Linked DNA regions of Mus musculus: region 1 is linked to region 2. A link is a contact called in public HiChIP or PLAC-seq data. All regions are on one chromosome and are shown on one strand. The core of a region is the stretch at or near the end of the contact, and the rest is flanking DNA. Distances in the headings are between cores, read along the strand shown.

Region 1 (3,721 bases), core at 4-2,503, 54 kb after region 2:
ACCCACATGATAGCTCATAACCATCCGTAACTCCAGAGGATCTAATGCATTCTTCTGCCTTGTTTGTTCCCTGGCTCCTTTGTTTATGCCTTAGGACTGACCATATGCTTTGTATGTACCTAGAATGATATAAAAGCAGTCTGGAAAAGAATAAACCCACTTCACCTTCAGCCCTGGCTGGAGTCATGTTCTAGTGTTGCCTTTTTGGTCTTTAATCCTCACTCACTCCCTCAAGACCATGTTGACTGACTGAACTGGCTTGGTCAGCCCGGGGAACCCCAGGCCCTGCCTACTTTGACTTTGCACGGTTATAGCTGTAGGCATCTTTATTCACCCATCAGGGATAACTTGGGGGGCAAGGTCACAGCATCACTTGGGTCTACTTGGAGATCCTCACGTTCCTGAGGGTCAACCAGGCCTTGGGGCCAGCGTTTAGCATGACAGTACAAACAAAAGAGCAAACCTCAATGCCTTAATGCTCCTTATCCTCTTCCACATCCAGAGGGCTGAGATTATAGGTTTGCACCACAGTGTCTATTTTTCCGCTGTGAGGGATCAGACCTCAGGCCTCAAGCATACTCAGCAAGCCCTCCAGCCACTAAGCCACATCTTCATCCTCACCTCACCTCATCAGTTCAAGAACTGAACCCAGGCCGTGCCGGTGAAAGTCCCAAGTGCCAGACTTTAGCACCAGGGGCACCTGGCTTTTGGAAGGTTCTTTGTGACCCAGCACCGCCCTCATTTCCTGAAAGTCCTTGGTTCTGAATACCAAATGCATTAGATAGGTTGGTCTCAGCTGAGATGCAGCAGCTCCAAAGGTGGCTCAGCTGCCCAGGAATGTGGGAGTCCCTGCTTTCTGAACTGGGGAATGTAGCTATACAACCACTCCTACATTCTGGGGGGCAGTAGCACTTGATCTATCCTCGATCTCCAGCAGACAGGAGCAACTCCAAATGAGAGCCATTCAGGGAAGGAGCTCAGTGGTGAGAAGAAACACGTGTCATCTCACATTCCCTTCGGTGCTGAGTGGGATTTCTAACTCCTTGATTGTCTGATGCGGGGGGAATGTCTGCAGTGGGCCAGAACTACTTAGGAGCCAGAATGACGGCAGCTTAAGGCCCAGACACTCTAGGGAATCTATGAGACAGTGGAGACAAAACCTGAAGGGAAAGCAAAGCTCTAGTCTGCCCGGTCCAGCTTCCTCTTTCATGAGGTCATGTCAAAGCCATACTGGGGAGGCAGAGTGCCAGGGACTGAGTGAGGTTGTTTTTTCCCTAACTTGGTTCTGAGTCACATGGCATCTCCTCTTCCCAGAATACCACCGCAGGGCTCACCCTTGGCAGCAGATCAAGCCAGTCCTAACACGCGATCCCTAATGGCATCTGGCCAGCCCTCAACTTGAGCATTCTAGCTGAGAGGCTTCTCTGGGAGGGGACATTCCCTCCCAACCTTTAAAGAAAAGGCCCTGTGGTACTGCTCTCGAGGGGGAGGGAGGCACAGCAGACTTTCGGGGACCTATAAAAAAACCCGCTTCTGAATCATGGGGCTTCAGAAGTGCAAGTCCAACGGAGGGCCTGTAATCTAAGGCCTTCAACTGTATAGATCAGTCATCGGTAAATACAGGGTACCACAAAAGGCATGACAAAGAGACACCTTTACCCACTCTACCTTTCCCCCGATTTGATCTTGTGTAAAAAGGGTGGGGTGGGCAGTGGTTCAGTTGGTAGAGTGCTCGTCTAGCATACAGGAAGTCCTCGGTTCAGTCATACCCTCCAGTTGCTAACACTGAAGTAATGACTGGAGCTGCAGGCCGACTCCCATATGATCAAGGTAGAGTGCTTGCCTAGCACACAGAGGCCCTGTGTTCAGTGTCTAGTACCCAGTAAATTGCGACTAATCCCAGCAGTTCAAGGTCCTTCTCAGCTACTTAGAGAGTTCAAGGCCATGGTGAGTTTCATGAGTCTGCCTCTCTCTCTAGAGACAGAGGTCTCTCTGTCTCACTCTCTGTCTCTCTGTCTCTGTGTGTGTGTGTGTGTGTGTGTGTGTGTGTGTGTGTGTGTGTAGGCATTCATGCCACAGTCTGTGAATGGAAATCAGAGGACAGCTTGTGGGAGTTGGCCTTCTCCTCCTGCTGTGTGGATCCTGGGCATAGAGCTTAAGGTATTTTAGGCTCTTTAGGCTTGATGGCAGGCATCTTTGCCACAAGAGCCATCTCAACAGCCAGAGACATTATCTAAAACAAACAAACAAACAAACAAACAAAAAACAGGCAGTGCCTTTAATCCTAACACTTGGGAGGCAGAGGCAGGCGGATTTCTGAGTTCGAGGCCAGCCTGGACTACAAAGTGAGTTCCAGGACAGCCAGGGCTACACAGATACACAGAAAAACCCTGTCTCAAAAAACCAAAAAAAAAAAAAAAAAAAAAAAAAAAAGAAAGAAAGAAAAATGAAAAAAGTTCTAGACCTTGGAAAATTGGAAACAGCGTCCTACAAGATGAACAAGTCAGCCTTCATAGAATTACAATCTGGCAAGAAGGAAACCGAAGCCAAAGAGAAGCCCTATTCTCTGCTTCCTGAAATCTAGTCTAGGAAGCCTGCGTTGGTGCAGCTGGACAAAGCTGGGCTGAGCCAGACCGAGCTGCATTACAGGGCAGGTAGACCTGTTACTGCTGCAGCTTGTCCAGCTGCTCCAGGCACATTTGCCCTGCTTTTGCGTCATAGGAAAATTGCCAGAAGCTGGTGGAAGCTAAACAATCGACTTCAGGGGTCATTGATTAACTGCCTAAGACATACCTCCGTGTTCTACTCCTATCAATGGAGGCCTCTGGCTAGATTTGTTCCAGCTAAACCGTGTGTCAGCCAAGAGCAAGGGTGAGTGTGTAAAATTCACTTGCATTGGCCAAAGAGGAAGTAGGAACACAGAAATCTCTCCTTTCTCCATGATGAACAAAGAACTGCAAAAGCTGCCTGAGAGAGCCCGGGAAGGAAATGGAAAAGAAACTGCAGATTGCAGCTCCTGTAATCTTACTGTTAGGGGCCTGCTCTCCTGCTGGGACCATCTTTACTTCAATGAAACTCCTGTCCACAGACTCATAGTAATGGCTCCTACCCAAGTAACATGGACTGCAGGCCAGGAAGTGTCTTAAGTATTTGTTTATTTATTTATTTAATTATTAATTATTCTGGCTCTTTTTTTGAAGGGGGACATGTTCATTATCCTCCTTCCTCAGTTCTGTTTATTTTATTTTATTTTTCCTTTGTAAGTCAGGGTCTCTTTATGTAGATCTGGCTGTCCAGGGACTTGCTAGGTCAACCAAGCTGGTTCCAACTCACAGAGATCACCTGCCTCTGTGCCCCTGGTGATGACATTAAAGGCATGTATCCCTGTGTCATACCGCGCTCAGTTTATTTTTTCCTAAAATTTACTTTATTTTTAATTATGTGTCTGTATTGTGGGGATGGGGAAGGGTCTGTGCATATGAGTGCAGGTGCCCTTGATGGCTAGAAATGGCCACTGGATCCCTGGAGCTGGAGCTATAAGCTACTATGGAGCTGCTGGATGTGGGTGCTAGAGCCCTCTGGAAGAGCAGCCAGTGCACTTAACCACTGAGCCACAGCCCCTTGGTTATTTTTAAATTAGTGTCCACTCACTGTAAAAAATGAAGGGCTTTGCTTTATCATGGTGTTATATATAGTACGCCTTGATCAGCCTCTCCCTCCT
Region 2 (3,458 bases), core at 882-3,381:
TAACACCCCTGACCCATATTCCTGTAAATTACCTGAATAAAACCCATTGGTCCACCACATTGGACTTTGGTATCTGGGGTGAGTAGATGTGTGTTTTGAATCTTCCCCAGGAAAAGTTTTGTCACCCAACAATGCCTCCTTCACAATTAGCTTGTTTGTAGAAGGCAGACAACATTGAAAGAACTTTCCAGAATGGAGTGGGTAGGTTCCAGGGAGGACTTACACAAGATTCCAGCTGCCTAGGGATGTGAGCATAGGTGACCTTCTTACTGAGGGAGCCTAGATCAGAGAATCACATATTTCCGGGAGGTTTAGGATGCCTGTTAGAGGGTTCTAGGGGTGTGTGGAGATTTTACTGTCACAGTCTTTATCTCCTAATTGTAGTCCCACACAGCACCTGTTCTCGACTTCAGTGGAAGTTTCCCCACACGGGAATTTTTACTGCCTCATAATAAGCCAACAGTGTTCACATTTATCACCTCTTGAATTGCCCACTTCTGACATTAGTCAGGTACCAACTGCATCTGTATTTCCTGACCTACACCTTATAGGGGCTGGAGAGATAGCTCAGCACATGCCGCTCTTCTAAAGGATATATGTTAGGTACCCAAGCACCTACATCAGGTTCACCATCATTGTTACTAATTTCCAGAGCATCTGATGCCTTTTCTGGGCATTAGATGCTCACATGTGTGAGTACACACACACAAATTTAAAACTATAATGAGGAGCTGGAGAGGTGGCTCAGTACTTAGGAGCACTGGCTGTTCTTCGAGAGGTCCTGAGTTCAGTTCCCAGCATGCACATGGTGGCTCACATCCATCTGTAGCTCCAATTCCAGGGTATCTGATGTAGTCTTCTGGCTTCCAAGGGCATTGCATGAATATAGTGCATAGACATACATACAGGCAAAATACCCATGCACATTGAGTAAAAATAAATCCAGTTGTTTTGGTTTTTTTGAGACAGGGGTTTTCTGTGTAGCCCTGGCTGTCCTGGAACTCACTCTGAAGACCAGGCTGGCCTTGATCTCCAAGGCCTCCCATCTCTGCCTCCCAAATTACAGTATTAAAGGCAAACACCACCACTGCCTGGCTAAAGTAACTTTTAAAAGTCACACAAAACAAATATATTTTTTTAAAATAGCCCTAATAAAATCTTTTACATGTCTACAGTTTCTAGTTTGGAATGATGGACAGAGGTTTGACTATGGGATGGAAACAATCAGATATACAAGATGGAAGAAAACTCACACATATAGCTGCTGAGCTCTGCCCAGGCTAGTGAGACTAAGTGTTCAGAAATCTATCTGATAAGAGATAAAAAGCAGAAAGTGAATATACGGTACCCTACCCTAAATACAAACTTGTGATGGTTAGCTGTAATTGTCAACCAGACATGACCTAGAATCACCTGGGGGAAGAGTCTCAGTGAGGGAGTGCCAACTGGAGGACTTAAGTGATGTGGGAAGAACCAGCCCACCTAGGGTGACACCATTCCCTAGGCAGAGATTTCTGTATTACGCAGGAGTGAAGGGAAAGAGTTGAGCACAAGCATGCAACTATGTTGGCATGGATACATTTATGTTTCTTTAATATTGACTGTAAATACAATGTGACTACACATTAGCATGCATGCATATTTGTATCTCTACTATTGACTGTAGACGTGATATGATGTGTTGAAGTCCCTGCCTTGACTTCCTCACAATGATGAGTAGTATCCTGAAATGTTTAAAATAAACCCTTTCTCCCCTAAGATTCTTTTTGCAAGTGTGGGTGTTTTTCTACAGCAATGATACTAGAAGAGTATCCAGTGTCCCGAGCAGCATAAGTCAATACAGTCTGGGTATTTTACCAAGGTTGTGATGCTAAATCGCTGAACCATTTCTTCAGATGCCCCTCAACCTCCGTTTCTGTACAATCAGTAGCCAAGGTGCCTCCCCGCCACCTGGCAAGCACCTTCAGAGCTCATGGTTTAATCACACATCACAGCCTTCATTCAAACCTCTGCTCTACAGCCTTTATCTTTAACCCACAATCCTCCCCCGCTCTTCTGTTCAGTCACCCAACAGATATGTGCAAAATGTCACTGTGTTCCAGGCACTGCGCTGGCAACAGAATAAAGATATCCAGTAACAGCCCCTCCCTGGCTGTGGGCCCCTACAGCCCAGGGTGGTCACCGATGAGTCAGAACCAACCTTAGTGCCCACGTCTGAGCTGAGCCCATCAACAGAATCATCCGAGTGAGGTCAGAGGTCAGAAGATTGGGACTCTGTAAGAGTTCCAACGTGGCCTGGAATTTCATGTCCTACAGACCCCAACACAACTTACCAATTATGTGGCATTATCTCTGCACTTCTATTCCTTTCTGGAAATAACCCTAGCTGGTCAATAGACAAGAATAGATGATTTACCATTTGGTGGTTAGTTGGTTTTTTTGAGACGAGCCCTTATATTGCAGTCTAGCTTTAAACTTACTATGTACCTGAGAAAGACCTTGAACTGCTGATTCCCCTGCCTCTACCTCCCTAGGCTGAGAAGTAAACCTCACTATGCCTGGTTTTGATGTCCTTTTTGTAACACTTGGCCTGAGTAGTGTACATGGCTCATCTCGTATGCACAAGTCTCTGGGTTCAATCGCATAAAACAGGGGTGATGGTTCATGCCTATAATCCCAGCATCCAAGAGTAGAGGCAAAAAAATAATCAGGAGTTAAAGGTCACCTCAGCTACATACCAAGTTTGAGACCAGCTTGAGAACTCTGGGGGGGGGGGGGGAGTGCGGGAAGAAAGAGGTGAGGGGAGGAAGAGAGAAAGGGACTTTAAGCATCCTTCTCCTAGAAATCCCCCAACTCACCCATCTACAAACAGAGGAGAGATTCCTGGGCTTCAGTGTCTGCCCCAGCTAGAGTCACTCCCTGCATGGGTCTTCAGTGTCTTCCTCATGCCCAGAAGGCCTTTGGACTGCTGGAAAAACACTAAGCTGAAAGCACAAAGGGTCCAAGGAAGACAGACAGACAGCAACGTGGAACCCAGTGCAGGGAATCAGACTCGTGTTGATTTTGACCCATGTCCAGTTTTAGCCCAGCCGGGACAAGAAGATCTTGTCCAGGAAAACTGAAGCGACAGCGGGGGTAGGGGGGTGGGTGGGGAGAGGCACAAATCAAACTTGGTCGGGGCTCTGATGGAAAAAGATAATGTTTAATTAGCTTATTGTAATACACAAAAGGGCTGTTTCTTGGTAAGAAGTGGATTTCCACACAACCTGGAAAGGAGATTTTTCACAGCCATAGTTGAAAGTCAGCCTTGAGGGGGAACGCTGAGACACTGGTTTTCTTTGCTGGCTTGTTTTGTTGTACTAGGAATTGAACCAAGGGCCTCACGTGTGAGGCAAGCCATCTGCCACTAAGCTATAACTGTGACCCTGATAAAGCTGACTACATAAAATTTTATTATT

Evidence for each region. HiChIP or PLAC-seq counts read pairs in DNA pulled down with a chosen protein or histone mark.
Region 1: a contact with region 2 is called in a CTCF HiChIP or PLAC-seq map of CD8 T cells, with 15 read pairs. The contact joins two enhancer-like sites. A contact is called at or near these places in 2 of 15 datasets of contacts at CTCF or cohesin (CD8 T cells and the NIH/3T3 cell line), 71 of 484 Hi-C or Micro-C datasets (the AtT-20 cell line, B cells, the Ba/F3 cell line and 49 more), 16 of 115 datasets of contacts at active chromatin or transcription factors (CD8 T cells, the HPC-7 cell line, a colorectal cancer cell line and 10 more) and 2 of 9 other capture datasets (bone marrow-derived macrophages and embryonic stem cells).

What each region holds. Positions count from the first base shown.
Region 1 is chr17:35,812,113-35,815,833 of GRCm38.p6, forward strand. No RefSeq gene overlaps it. Among named protein-coding and RNA genes, the nearest start is that of Ier3, 7.7 kb to the right of the region's middle. Within about 2 kb of position 1,254, at least 276 of the 459 cell types and tissues checked have an H3K27ac peak or open chromatin away from gene starts, as enhancers often do. A contact at or near this core is called in the C2C12 cell line, CD8 T cells, the G1E-ER4 cell line and 5 more, where this site is marked.
Region 2 is chr17:35,756,885-35,760,342 of GRCm38.p6, forward strand. No RefSeq gene overlaps it. Among named protein-coding and RNA genes, the nearest start is that of 4833427F10Rik, 14 kb to the right of the region's middle. Within about 2 kb of position 2,132, at least 40 of the 459 cell types and tissues checked have an H3K27ac peak or open chromatin away from gene starts, as enhancers often do. A contact at or near this core is called in the C2C12 cell line, CD8 T cells, the G1E-ER4 cell line and 5 more, where this site is marked.